Regions from separate parts of the Mus musculus genome. Here region 2 is linked to region 1. A link is a contact called in public Hi-C data. All regions are on one chromosome and are shown on one strand. Each heading gives the region's core, a stretch centred on a gene start, on an enhancer-like site or on the middle of the called end of the contact. The rest is flanking DNA. Distances are from core to core; before and after follow the strand shown.

What was found. Hi-C and Micro-C count contacts between places; a contact is called where the count stands out from the background.
Region 2: a contact with region 1 is called in a Hi-C map of Sertoli cells, with 2.2 times the contacts expected there. The contact joins two enhancer-like sites. A contact is called at or near these places in 4 of 39 promoter capture datasets (the 3T3-L1 cell line, the C10 cell line and the HPC-7 cell line), 3 of 15 datasets of contacts at CTCF or cohesin (large pre-B cells, pro-B cells and stem cell-derived epiblast-like cells), 61 of 484 Hi-C or Micro-C datasets (the 3T3-L1 cell line, 8-cell embryo, the AML12 cell line and 42 more), 13 of 115 datasets of contacts at active chromatin or transcription factors (the HPC-7 cell line, the NIH/3T3 cell line, Th17 cells and 7 more) and 1 of 9 other capture datasets (embryonic stem cells).

The regions. Positions count from the first base shown.
Region 1 is chr2:33,228,270-33,235,582 of GRCm38.p6, forward strand. All of the region lies in intron 8 of Ralgps1 (Ral GEF with PH domain and SH3 binding motif 1), which reads right to left. It overlaps Angptl2 (angiopoietin-like 2), which reads left to right. Exons shown (of 5, transcript NM_011923.4): 2 at 1-763. Among named protein-coding and RNA genes, the nearest start is that of Angptl2, 16 kb to the left of the region's middle. Within about 2 kb of position 3,577, at least 14 of the 459 cell types and tissues checked have an H3K27ac peak or open chromatin away from gene starts, as enhancers often do. A contact at or near this core is called in Sertoli cells, where this site is marked.
Region 2 is chr2:33,341,054-33,348,202 of GRCm38.p6, forward strand. The region is part of intron 1 of Ralgps1 (Ral GEF with PH domain and SH3 binding motif 1); the gene reads right to left. Among named protein-coding and RNA genes, the nearest start is that of Ralgps1, 27 kb to the right of the region's middle. Within about 2 kb of position 5,763, at least 79 of the 459 cell types and tissues checked have an H3K27ac peak or open chromatin away from gene starts, as enhancers often do. A contact at or near this core is called in Sertoli cells, where this site is marked.

The DNA.
Region 1 (7,313 bases), core at 2,327-4,826:
GCTGCTACAGGCCCAGAGGCTGACGTTGAGGGCACAGAGGATGGTTCACAGAGAGAGTACATTTACCTCAACAGGTACAAGCGGGCAGGTGAGTCCCCCGACAAGTGCACCTACACTTTCATTGTGCCCCAGCAGCGGGTCACAGGTGCCATTTGTGTCAACTCCAAGGAGCCTGAGGTGCACCTGGAGAACCGTGTGCACAAGCAGGAGCTGGAGCTGCTCAACAATGAGCTGCTTAAGCAGAAGCGGCAGATCGAGACGCTGCAGCAGCTGGTAGAGGTAGACGGAGGCATCGTGAGCGAGGTGAAGCTGCTGCGCAAGGAGAGCCGCAACATGAACTCGAGAGTCACGCAGCTGTACATGCAACTTCTACATGAGATCATTCGAAAGCGAGACAATGCGCTGGAGCTCTCCCAGCTGGAGAACAGGATCCTGAACCAGACAGCTGACATGCTGCAGCTGGCTAGCAAGTACAAGGACCTGGAGCACAAGTTCCAGCACCTGGCTATGCTGGCACACAACCAATCAGAGGTCATTGCTCAGCTCGAAGAGCACTGCCAACGCGTACCTGCAGCCAGGCCTATGCCCCAGCCACCCCCAGCAGCTCCACCTCGGGTCTACCAACCACCCACCTACAACCGCATCATCAACCAGATTTCCACCAATGAGATCCAGAGTGACCAGAATCTGAAGGTGCTGCCGCCCTCCTTGCCCACCATGCCTGCCCTTACCAGTCTCCCATCTTCCACTGATAAGCCATCAGGTAAGTCCTTTGGGGAGTCCAGCTCCCATGCGCCTCTGAGCCCCTCAGCCTGGGGGTACATGTGGGCATGTGAGTCTCAAGAAAGTTGTATAATCCTCTGGCAATCCTCTGGGGTGGCTGCTGGATCCAGTGGAGTTGGGTTGATGGGAGCAAGGGATGGCATTGCTCCAATAAGGTGGTAGAAGGTAGAACCCAGAAGCTAGAAGGTATGGGTGTCAGCTCTGGTCTCTGAGGGGAGAGAATACAGTCCTGGATACTCTGAGGTTTTGCACCTGCCCTGTCTTAGTGGCTAGGTGTCTCACCTGTGGGCTCTCATGCCTGTGTAAGCCCAGAGCTAACTGTCTGAAAATGTCACATGATAAACGCTAGGCTAGTGGGAGAGTGCTATAAAGTCCAAAGTTAATGCTTCTCGGGGACTAGGGCACTGGATGGAAGTTTCCTTCAGTTAGGTGCTGCCTAGTTTTCAATAAGGCTTCCTTACACTCTCAGCACACATGTCATGAGACTCTCAAGACACCGTAATAGAAGAATGGGGTCCTTGGGAGCACACCCTGGGAAGTGTAACCAAGATACTACACTGGGATTTTCATGAGGGTCACTTGACTAGTCCTGCAGCTCCTTAGGGACAGGATGACTAACCTGTTCACAGCCTGAAGATGCTCAGGTAGAGCTGGGCCCCTGCTTCAGACACATGGAACAGAGTTACAGCTTCTCGGGACGATGTCATGAAAACACAATGTGCAATGATGTCACCAGGGGTTGCCAATACTGCCTGTGCCCTCCTCTGACTTAGTGGAAACTCTGGTCCCTAGCCTCCAGGAACCCAGTGTGGGGAGGTGGCAGGTGTGTGAAGGCTCTGGCAAATCGTCAGGGTAGGGGAGCAGGCCGGAAGAGTCCTCTCCAGAGGCCCAGTTCCAGGAGCTGGGCTTCTCCTTTATCTAGGCAGTGTTGTTTTCCACCTGTGCTAAATCTCTGAAAAAGTTAACTAAAACTATGCATGGGGTACCAATGTCTTTGTTGACAGGGAGAGATTTTTACTGAAAAGATCCTTTGTACCTATTTCACACTTTAAAAAATAAACCAGTACTGAGTTGAACCTGTGTGTATGAGGGTGACCAGTGGGCAGATCAAGAATGGATAGGCCAGTGGGGGCAGGAGGAGCCAGGCACATGACACAGCATATGCCATAGCACCTTAGAAGAAAGACCTGGACTAGGTGTGGGTGGAGAGCAGGTGTGCAGAGTTGACCATCCTGGATCGAAATCCTCCTCCTTCTATTGGCGAGGTCTGGACAGGAGCCAAGTCACCCTGTTCCTGGGCTCCTCATCTAAGTCTATGGGTAGGCTTTATTTCAGTCTGTTCCCAGCTGACAGTTCTATTATGAAATAATGCAGAATGTGTGTGTGGCACTGGCCCACAGTAAACTGAGCCTCCTTTGATCACGGTCTTTGCATCTTAAAACAAGGAGACTGGCATGAAGAGTCTGTCTTCAGCTCTGTGTCCAGTGCCTAATAAGAGTGCCATCTGCACCCACACCTGGTTTGCAGCAGAGGTCAAAGGCAGGGTGGAGTGCGTTCTGTGTTCCGACAGAATACCCAGAGTGACACTGCCCTTGGGCACCACATGAAGGCTGGTGTCACAGTCACCCAGGCCTCCTTTCAACTTGGGATCTCTGGTTTCTAACTCAGCCATCTCAGGACATTTCCTGAGCGGGAACAAAATGGGGATAAACACCTGGATCTGCCGTGCCCGTCCCTCCTCCTCCCTATTTGCTCTGGAGAAAGTTATTTAAGTCAGCTGAAGTGCAGCTCAGCTGGCAGTGTCTGCACTGAGGTGCGATGCCGTGTGTCTGTAATCTGAGAACTCAGGAGGCAGAGGCAGGAGGAGCCGAAGTTCAAGGTCATCCTTGAGGTTCTCTACACACGGAGATCAAAACCAAATGTGCAACAGTTGTTTGTTTGTTCTGTTTTGTTTTAAACTCTTCTGAGCCTTAACTTCCTTCACGTGAGGAGACAGGAACAGAGTTACAGCTTCTCGGGACGATGTCATGAAAACACAATGTGCAATGATGTCACCAGGGGTTGCCAATACTGCCTGTGCCCTCCTCTGACTCGGTGAAAACTCTGGTCCCTGGTCCCCAGGAACCCAGTGAGGGGAGGTGGCGGGTGTGTGAAGGTATCTGGAATCTGTCCTGCCTCCAATCATGTCTATTCCTCAAATTCCACAGAGCAGGTTTGACAAGATTTCTCTGGAAGGACCCAAATTTCTTGAACACTGTGAGAATTTATGAAGCCAGCATATCAAAATACCAAGAATACAATGAGCATTGTCTGGACACTATATAGAACAGTGTATATAGTGTGCTTGTGTCCACCAGGAAGGCAGATGAAGGACTGTGGCATCACTAAGGTAGCATGACCACGCCCTGCTGGACAGCATGAATGGCTCAGAGATGACACTTCTGTCCTGCATCTTGAAGGCTTTCTAAGTTTAGCAGGTGAACCTGGGAGGAGGGACACCTGATGGAAGTGGGTCTGTAGAAAGCCCCAAGGGCATAGCCCTTCTCCTAGCCTCTCAAATGGCCCCGGTACAGCTATTTATAACCCAGGACAGGCTGTGGCACCTGTAGTCTGCTATACCTAAGGCAGTCCCCGTGAGTATCCATGCTCACTCACCAAGCATGAGATGACCTGTGTGTACTCTAATGTCTCTCTCTTACTCTGCATGTCTACCTCACAAGGGCAGGCAGAGCAGGGAGGAGGGTGGCAATGGAAAGGCCCTACCTTTCCTGGGTTTGGACTGATCTGAGATGAAAAAGAAGATGGTCTGCCTTGATCCAACCAATGGGCAGACAGTGATTATCAGCCCTCTTCCAGCTCAGGCAGGTCTGGTCCTGAAAGACAAAACCCCTCTGTGTTCTCCTGCAAGAGCCTTGGCTTGCTGCCGCCACTCAGCCAGAAACTCCTTTACAATCAAACACCTTGCACTCAGGCCGCCACAGCCTTTGGCTTCCCTCTAGTAAGTTCAGAGCCATCAGTCCTTTGTTCCATTGTTGTGGCTGCTCAGGAATCAGCATGCCCTTCTCCAGAAGGCCAAGACAGCCACAGCCCCTTATCTGAAGCTGGCCTCATGACTTGCTCCCAGCCATAGTCAGACAGTGACATGCTGGCCGTGGCCAGGAGGTACCTGCTAACAGCTAAGATGAAGGATCCAGGTAGGTCCTAGCCTCGTCTCCCTGGCATCACACATAAGTTCCACTTCACTCGGGGCTGGTCACACAGGGAATATTTGGTTTGGATGGTGCCTACAGTGCTGCCTGAGCCAATAGCCCACCCATGGCCCTCTGCTGTTAGAGGTCCTAACAGGGATGCGGTCCTGCAGCTGTTAGAGGACAGCTTCAGCGGGCATTCTCTAAGGAGCACAGGAAAGGGCAGATGAACTCTGACCTCACCCCAGGCAGCTACCGTCACACGCCAGTCTGTCACAAGGCCCACTGTGGAGATGGCTAAGAAGCATAGTGCTGCCAGCTACCAGGAGTACAGCATGGCTTTCCTAGACAGATGTCTTTAAAAACCAATAGGCAGCCAATGGGGGGATGGTGCATGCCTTTAATCCCAGCACTTGGGAGGCAGAGGCTGGCGGATTCTGTAAGGCCAGCCTGATGTATAGAGCGAGTTCCAGAACAGCCAGGGCTACACAGAGAAACCCTCCCTCAAAAAAGTTAAAACAGAAAACAAAAAAACCCACCTACAACAATAAAAACTCCAAAAGACTCAGATACATCTATGTATTGCCTCTTCTGATTAGTGAGTTTCTCCAGGGACAAATGAGGAGCCCCAATGTCATGAAACAGAACTACTAAAATACCTTGGTCCCTGGAGTGGCCTCCCTGTCACATGGCCTCTTGGTGCAGAGCAGACTCGGGTCACTGCACTTGTATTTCCCAGGATCCTCAGGGTTTAAAGTTACTCAGGCACAATCATACAGTCCCCAGGCCAGGGAACACCTTGAGCACTGTGTGGGAAATATGTGACTTAGCACTGGCCACTACCAGCCTGGCTTCTGTCAGTTTCATGTGTGTATATGTGGGGGTTTGTGGGGACCTTACAGTGCCACACAGACACAGCAGCTACTGCCATGCCAGGCACGACAAGCCACTCTTCCTTAGTCCTCAAAACCCAGGATTTATACTTGATGACCAGGCCACAGGTCTTTGGAAGCTTCAGGCAGACCCAGCCATTAGCTCCTGTAGGTTTGGACAAACCCCTGGGGTTATATGTTAGCCTTTCATAGACAGCTGGGCCATAGGTCATGTTCTCCTTACATGTTTACTCTCCGTGCTATGATGCCTTCTCAGGGCCATACTGCTTCAGGGACAACACAGTGCACATGTGCAAACCACCCTCTCATCCTAGGCCTCTAGAGTCGTGGCTTGGAGAAGCTGACCACTAGGACTTCCTAGGTAGATGTCCCCGTGCTTTGATCTCACTTGCCCTGAGACAGGAACTACGAACAGCAGACAATGGCTGCCCAGCACAGCAGCATGTCTTAAAACCGACTCGGTTTACATCACTATAGAGAAAAGGTACTGGTCCCAAGGTGGCAGAGCGGGGAGTGATGCTGCAGGTGAGGGGTACTGGCTAGCTCTGACTTTGACTTAGCCTTTGGGGCCATGGAGACTGAGGGGAAGGCCACCTGGTCTCCACCTCTGGACTGTGTGTGTTTTCCCCTGTACTATACTTGCTTTTTCCTAAAATGTTTTCTTAAATGAGTTAAGATTTCCAAAACCCATTACGGCCGACATTTCAAAGAACATTCCTTGTTAGTTTCTTCCTAAACAAAAGCCACTAGAGGCAGGCGGTTCCGGGGCCATCTTCCTTGCAACCCCACCCCCAGAGGTCTGTGGAATTGATCACAAAGGGCCTTTGAGTGTGGCTCATAGCTATCCCTCCACCCCTCAGGCCTCGTTCCAAGGATGACAGTGGCTAAAGGCCCTGGCTATTTGCAGGAGATAAACTATCAACTTTGTGGCTGTTAGAAGTTAGACATCTGGCATCTCAGGGCATGGGAATCCCAATAGTTTGGCATTTGGCAAGCCAGAAGTATTCGAGAAAATCCTGGAGACTGGGCTTCGGTGGCCAACTTGTAGCTACACAGATGGATCAATCACTGTGGTGAATTTACTTGGTTGCCTCTACAGTACAGTCACAGCAGGCTGCCAAATTCCTTTTTGAAAAGAGAAAGCAGAACTAGCTAGCTAGTACTGTCCCGCTGGTATCTAAACCATCACGCTCACTAAGCTTGCCGGCCAAGGCATATGATGAAGGAAATGGCAGACACTTGTTAAGGAGGGCTGAGAGACCTGCTCATGGGTCACAGAGAGGGTTCCTTCCTGACTGCCCATCAACTTCAGTGTCCCAGGGGTGACTGGGTCCAGAGTGCCTTGGCAAAACCTGAATCTCAGAGGAGATGGAGTGCTGACCCCAAGCACATGTGTCACCCGTGCTCTCTTCTTAAGTCATCCTGACCTCTTTAGATACAATATTTTAAGATTTTGTATACACAGAATAAATTGATAGGAAAAATCAAATACTATTTTAAATGACAAAGACAGTAATTAATTTCTTTTCCTTTTATGTTGAGATTGAGTGGCCTATGTGATTTTCTTAGGGGTAGTTTCTAAAAGACCACCAACGGCCAGCACGTGGTACTACTCTGACACTCAGGGCCTCCACTGCACACGGTCTGCTACAGACATTCCCACAGAAATGATTTTGTTTTAAGGTTTGCTTTGGATACAGATGACCATCTGCCATGGAGGCCTCTGCTTTTCAGGTTCTCGAGCTGAGAGAGCTATAACTTACTACGCTCATGTGAAGATGCACAGGTGGCAGGTGGACTGGGGAAGGACTTTTACCTGTCTGCTTACCACAGACTCACTGCCCTGAGAGGTGCCTGCTCCCACAAGAGCCCACTGCCATCTGCTGGGGACAGACCTCACACAACCCTGATGCGTGGTAACAAGACAATGAAGGGAGGAGTCTGGTGCCAGAGTCAGCTGTCAGCACCAGTGCCAGATCTCTGAGCCCAAGCTGCCTTTGAATCTGGGGCTCTGAGGAAAAGGTGAAATGGCCTAGGAGGCAGATGTCTGGTTACCTGGTGACAGGCTCTCTGAGATGTGGAGCAGACGCTCATGCTATACTCCAACAGGAATATATACAAAGGCTTTTGAGAAGCCTAGGCAGGATGAAGACGTCCTGGAGATGGGAAAGGCTTTCTAGAGGTGACAAGGCCCTGCAGGGCTGAAGCCCTGCAAATCTGCTCTCAGCCATGGTCAGCAACTGTCAGGAAACCATAAAGACCAGGCTCAGTGCTAGGCAAATGTCCTGTTGCAGACAGAGAAAAAGGCCAAAATGCCACAAATTACATGCCAAGTGGCTTGCGGTCCAGCTCCAGAGTAAAATGGCAGACCAGAGGCTAAAGAGAGCCTTGTGAGCATGTGAGAGATAAAAAGGTAACAGGGAAAGCCAACAGAGGTTCCTTAAGAAGA
Region 2 (7,149 bases), core at 4,513-7,012, 110 kb after region 1:
ATAGCCCTTCTGGTAGCACTCACTCACAACTATGCCCAACCATCCTGCCCCTGGCAGATCACTGGGTCCCACCTGTGCATCCATCCCAGAATGTGCCTGGCCCTCACAAGCCCCAGAATTTATAAATCCAAATGAGATGAAGGTTGGTGAAGAAACCAGACACCACGCTGTGCCATCACAACTGATCCCACAAAGTATTCACGAAGGACCTTGTGCTGAATTCTTCCAACTCATCTTCTCCCTTCCAGTATCCCAAGGGAAGCCTTTTAATCCTGCCCATTTTCTATGGAGGAAAACTGAGGTTCACGGAGGTCATGCTCTGATGCATTTGCGTATTCTATCCAGCAGCAGCAGGACCCACCAGCCATCTGAAGATCAGGTCTGGTTACTCTGCCTGGACTGCTCATGCGCACATGCTCCAGAGAGCATCTATCAACCGCCCAGAACACTGACAAGATGGAAGCTGACTGCGCTTACCAGAGGGTAGGTGCCTTGAGCTAGGGTGGCAAGGAGGAAGATGGATGGAAGACAGCACAAGTGAGAACAGCCAGACTAGACCAGCTGTTTACAGCAAGGTACTGAGGGGTGATGTGGCCGTCGTCAGGGAAGGGACAGAGAGGTGGAGGAGGTCTGGCGGGGAAAGTGATAAACTTGATTCAGGGCATGGTGACTCTGTGGCAGATGAGAAAAGTCCACCATGAGGGGGCTACGAAGATGCTACCATGCACTGCTCTTCCAAAGGACCCAAGTCTATTTTCAAGCACCCATTCAGACTGGTCACAACTGCCTGTAATTCTAGCTTCAGGGATCCAATTCCATGGGTCTCCATGGGCTCCACGTGTGCACATGCATGCGTGCATGCATGCACAGATGTTTTCTCTCTCTCTCTCTCTCTCTCTCTCTCTCTCTCTCTCTCACACACACACACACACACACACACACACACACACACACACACACACCGAATAAGGAAAAAGCTCCCAGGGAAACACAAACCAAACCACAAAGATAAGTAAGACCAAACAGTGTGATGGCCAGAATTAGGACAACAAAACCCAAACCAAACTAGAGTATACCTAGTGTATTTTGGCAGTGAGGTGGGAGTGGGTGAAGTCTTTGGGCATTGCTGGTGAGAAGACAACTGGTACAAGCTCTTCAGAACACAATTTGGTAGCTTCTTTTTTGGTTAAAACAGCCCAGTGATCCAATTCCCAGGCGTCTACTACAAAGGATGACCACATCGCACAGCTACAGAGAGGATGCCTATCACAGCACTCATTACTCCTCACAGCAAGCCTGGAACCAAGTCAGATGTCTATCACCCAGTGTGAGCTAGCCACACAGCATGCTACTACTCAGCTACGAAAGGAAACGAGATGCTACCACAAGCCACAGCATGATCAAACCTCAGAAATATTACATTAGTTTAAAAAAAAAAAAGTCAGATTCAAAGGGATGCACAGTACAGGGTGATTCCATTTTAGGAAATTCCCAGAAATGGCAAATTTATAGGGGAAGTGCCCATAGTAAGAGACTGCACACAGACGGAGTGCTTTGGAGGTGATGAGAGTGTTCTAAATCTGGATGATGACAAGTACAACCCAAAACTGTGGGACCTGGGACCTGGGACTGTTAAGCTGCAATGCAATGTATGAGGCACCCTGGGCTTCATGATAGGACCTCACCTGGCCTGCTGGCCATTCCCTTTGAAGTGACAGAGTGACATGACAAACTGAGAAGGGAATGTTAGTTACTATGAAAGAGATGGGACCCAGAACCAAGAAAAAACCCTCCCAGGTAGAGAATAGACAGGGCCCCTCGACAGAACCCCACGAAGGGCACAGGAGCTCCAGAATAGGGGCCCCAAAATAGATGAAAAGAAAACCAGCTCAAGATGGCAGCCATAGTAATTGAAGGCCACGCCTCTTAGGTTGCCTCAAACCAGCCCAGCCAATCTGCTCCAAGTTTAAGGCTGAGGTACAGGTTGCTCCTATCTGCATGTGCCAAGCACTGTGTGTCTCCTCGGGGCAACCAGGCCCGGACTCCATCCTGAGTACAGACCAAACCAGAAGCTCTCTCAGGTTGTCCTGGTGGCTCCCTGAGTCTTCCAAAGGATGCTGCCGTGGCCAGGGAGATGGCTTAGCAGGCTGAGGCATGTGCTAATTATTCCAGGCCAGAGTTCAGTCCTGGGACCCACTTTGTAAAATCAGACAAGTGATTCTTTTCAAGTTGTCCTCTGACCTCCACACGCATGCCACAGCACATGTGCATACACACACACATACACAATGTTAAAGTGGGGGATTATGCTGCCAGGCCCACCTTCTTCTCCAGCCCCCTTTGCAGATGGGCTCTCTACACACCAGTACCAGCACCCATTCTGGGGGAAGCACTGGCTAAGCATCACGCACATCTTTGCCACAAGAGCCCCAGGAGGTATAGACCACTCACATCAGACAGTAGAAACTACTCGAATTTCTGGGAAACTGAGGGCTCATGAGTCAAATCCTGGACAGTCTGCCAGAGCCTGATACAGGCTTCCACCACAGCACGGGAAGGGCATGTGAAGCACTTATGCAGGGCAGGGCAGCTGTTATTACTTACTGTAATGTCACTGCCAGGGTTATTACTCACTGTAGCATTGTGTCCTTCCCTCACAAGCTTCTAGTCACAAGTTCCCATTCTCTTTTCCAATGTAAACAATTAGCTTTATTTTTTTGTTTGTCTGTTTTGTTTTTTAAGACAGGGTTTTTCTGTGTAGACCTGGCTGCCCTTGAACTTAGAGGTTCGTCTGCCTGTCTACCAAGTACTGGAATTAAAGGCGTGCACCACCACTCTCTGGCAAACAATTAATTTAAACATTAAACAAACAAACCAACCAACTAGCCAGTGCTCTGTGCTTTGTGAGAATGTGGGCTTCCATTCCTGGGAAGGTTGCTCCCCATAGCGGGCTCCAGGGAACCAAGCATGGGATTCTCCCATCTGTCTTCCCCTTCCCCTGGCCCCAGTCTACCTGTGTAGCCCATCATATTTTCCATGGAAGGCAGACGTTAGAAAGGCAAAAGGCTTGTTTGTGTCTGCCTCCTGCATGTCTCAACATGACAGAAATAGCCTCACTGATGGACAGCAGCTCTCATCTATCCATGTGCAGAAAACGGTTGGAGCAACACTCTCCCATCCAGGACAGGGCCTGAGGCTGCTGAGTACCTGGGTTGGGACTGGGTGGGAAGCAGTGGACAGATAGGCTGGGACACAGCAGAAGGACATCGTAGGCTACAGGGAGGAGTGCATGGAGCAGTAGAGGCAGCAGTGGGGGAGGGGTGCGGGTGGGCTTGCGGGGTTAGGGGTTTTCCTTGGAGGTACTGGGAATCCTCTAATTCAAGGTTGTGAACAAGTGGTAGCAAATTCCATTTCTATTTTATTTTGTGTGTGTGTGTGTGTGTGTGTGTGTGTGTGTGTGTGCACACGCATGTGCATCCTGTGTATATGCTGATATACTCTCAGAGGCTAGAAGATAGCACTGAGTCCCTTAGAGCTAGAGTTACAGGCAGTTGTAGGGCTGGGAACTAAACTCAGGTCCAGGAGAAGAGCAGAAAGTCCTACCAATCTCTGAGCCTTGTCCTCAGCATGTATGCGTGGATTCTGAAGGACTGGGGCAGTCCAGTTTTCCTGCACATGATGAAGTGTGTAACTAGGTAGGGCATTAAAAGGGCCAACATGGGGCCACTAAGAAGAGCCACAGTGCTGGTATGAAGCTGAGGAGGGGTCTTCCGGGTCAGGAGATGGGAGGTGGCCTCAAGCGTGCGAGCACAGCATGGGGCACTGGGTCCCAGAGCACAGTCAGCAGAGGCTCCTTCTCACTGCCTCAGCTGTGTCCTCCCATCTTACAGGTGCTGAGGAAGCCCAGCGAGCAGGACAGGAGCCTGTGTGGCCACAGCATCAGTGCCTGCCTCTGCTCTCCCCTCGTCCGATCACAAGTGAAGGGTTCACCAACCCTTGCTCTGTGCAGGATTCCAGCCCTAGACCCAAGGACAGCAAATACAGCTTGGCCCTCAGTGCCTCTGCCACAGAGGCTTTGTCCCGGACTCTGGAGACAGGACTTGCATGCATTCTGTAAACCTCCTCTGTGGTAGTCTGAATGAAGATGGCCCCTAGCTCATAGGGAGTGGCACTATTAGGAGGAGGTGTGTCCCTGGCAGTGGACTTTGAGGTTTCAGATACCATGCTTCCCATCGTGACAATAATGGACCAAACCTCTGGACTATAAGCCAGCCCCAAATAAATGTTTTCCTTCTAAGAGTTGCCATGGGCTTGATGCTTCTTCACATCAACAGCAATACTAAGACGCCACTCTGCAGATGTAAATACAGTGACTGAGGGAGATGGATTCAACTATTATGTGCAGACACATCTTTTCACATCTGAACTCTGTATCCATAGGGAAGGTGGTATCAGCTGCTTAGGCTGGGCACAGCAGCCTGTACACACAAAAACCCATTCTTCCCACCCTCCCTCGACCTCTCTACCTCTCAGCCCTCCCCACCCTGTCTCCTGCATACACAGGCAAACACACTCTTGCTGCCAACCCTCCTGGAAACCCAAACAATGCAAGAGTAAAAGCAGTTCTCATGATGTAATTCCTTAAGAGCGTGGCAGCTGTTATCAGAACCACAGAACAACCCCGCGTCTTTCTCTGCTCTTTGGGGGTGGGGGGAGTCCCAGAGAGGGAAAGGAAAAGCCCAGATGCAGCCCTGGGTTCTTCCCAGGCAAAGCGCTCCTCAAGACTGTCAGCTCAGGAAAGCACAGGACGGCCTGAGATGAGCAGGCCAATGAGCAGGCCCTAAGGGCAAAGCAGAATGATCACTTTTTCCTAAGACAGTAGAGGCTGTCTCAAAGAAAATGCATACAACCAAGCCTGCCCAATTACAGGAGTGTGATTTCTTCCAAATGTTGCAAGCACGAATGAAAATGGATCCCAAACAGGTTGGGAGAAAGAGCCGCATCCAGGGGTGAACTGGGATGTGCTGTCACGGTCACTGCACTGGGAGCACCACTCTTTGCTGGCTCATGCACAGAAGCTGTGTGGAAGACCAATGGGGAGGAGCCTGAGCCTGCTCTGCTTCTGCCCCTCCTCCAGTACTCTCTATTTTAGAAGTCACAAGCATGGGCCCTCCTGCAGCAGGGCCACAGTGAGTCAGACCTGCTGTGGCCAATGGGCTTTAGAGAGCGCTCTGGGAAAGGCAAGTGAGGAGATGTGAGACACCCATCTTTGTGAAGATGGCTCAGAAGTCTGGGAAGAAGATTCCCTTCTGCGTTGTTAAGGATGTGGGGTGTCTAGATCAGGAGTCTAGTATTCTGGGCCCCTCTCCACTCAATCACATGCTTGATTTTAATGATTCAAAGAACATCTGCCTTGGGACTAAGCAAGCAATGTTACTTCAAGGAGAGGGGTCACAGTCTCTGCCCGGCAGGTGCAGAGATGCTTCTGTGCTTCTCTGTAGCCAAGTCTCCTCCCAAAACCCAAGCCACCCAAGACCCCTGAACAGTCCCCCACTGTGTCCCTGCTTCCACACGGTGACCCTTGCCAATGAAGATTCAGAAACGACAAGGTGTACAGTAAAGGGGTACACGATCCTACACACAAAGCCAGAGAGCCCTGAGCTGGGATGCCTGGTGCTGGCCTGGTTCACAATGAGGCTCTTGTTCTCTTCAGTCACTCCTCCAAGTCCTGAGACCAAGTTCCTCTTCTTGAAACCAGGAGGGTAGGGGTAGGTGGTGGATCTGCAATCACACGTTCATTAACAAACACCACAAGCACTGTCCTTGGCCCCAACTTCGTAACAAGTAGCTGGGCAGCCCCCAAGAGGAGAGGAACTGTGCCAAGAGGATGAGGCGAGTGGGCAGCTGGCAGACAGAGGCACACAGGGTCTGTCACCTGTGAACAGAGGCTAAAGCAGGGGCTCAACCAGCTCGCCAAGCTCTTGCAGCCCCATCCCACACGCTATAGGGCCCTGTTGGGATGAGAGGGGTGTGAATGTCCACAAGTGTGTGAGGACAGGGGACATTTTCACAGCACTCCATAAACTGAGTTTGCTCTCCACTGCATGAAGTGCACCCCCATATTTGCTTTCTCCTCTCCAAACTTTGCTGGAGAAACAAACAAACTTAAAATATGAATGAAATGGTTTCAGCCCTGAAACCCGGGGAAGGAAGACATGAATGAGCAAACAGGACTAGCTTGAGGGAAGGAACTCTGGGTGCCAGGCATCCAGCCTCAAAGTCGGTTCCTTTCCACTAACGGCATCCAGCAATAAACACAACAGCTCAAACCAGAGCAGACCTGGGCAAGGAGTTTAAAGAAATGTGCAGAAGTCACCTGAAGAAAACAATAAACTCTCATTAAAAGGTTTTAAGGGCTTGGCTCAGGGGCAAAGGCTCACGCCACCAAAGCCTGACAACCTGAGTTTGGTCCCTGGGACCCACATGGTAAAGACCTCTGTAAACTGTCTTCTGACCTCCACACACATACACACTCAAACACACACAGAATCAATAAACTTAATGTTTTTGTTAAAGAGTTCTAGGGGCTGAAGATGGCCCCTTGGTTAAAAGTACTCACTGCTCTTGCAGTGGACCCATCACACACACACACACACACACACACACACACACACACACACACACACACCTGCCAGCACCCATGTGGTGGCCCCCAACCATCTGCAACTCCAGTCCCGAAGGATCTGTCGCCCTCTTCTGGCCTCCACAAGTAGTGCATGCACTCAGTACACACATTCATGCAGGCAAAACACCAGTACACATAAAATAAAAATACGTTTAAATCTTCCTTTTAAGCTTTAACTCCCTTTGAGACAATAACATAAATTCATCAATTCTCCCCTCTATACAAGCATCTGAGAGGCAGAGCTGGATCTCTCTGAGTTCAAGGCCAGCCTGGTCTACAGGGTGAGTTCTAGAACCGCCTGAGAAACCCTCTCTCAAAAACCAACAACAAAAAAGCAAAAACAAACAAACAAAAAGAATAAATGCTCAGCAAAAGGGAATAGTTAAACAGACCCCCCCCCAAATTAAAACATTTGAGGAAAAACAGATTTGTGTTTTTAGTCTTAGAAGAAAGCAGCTCTCCCT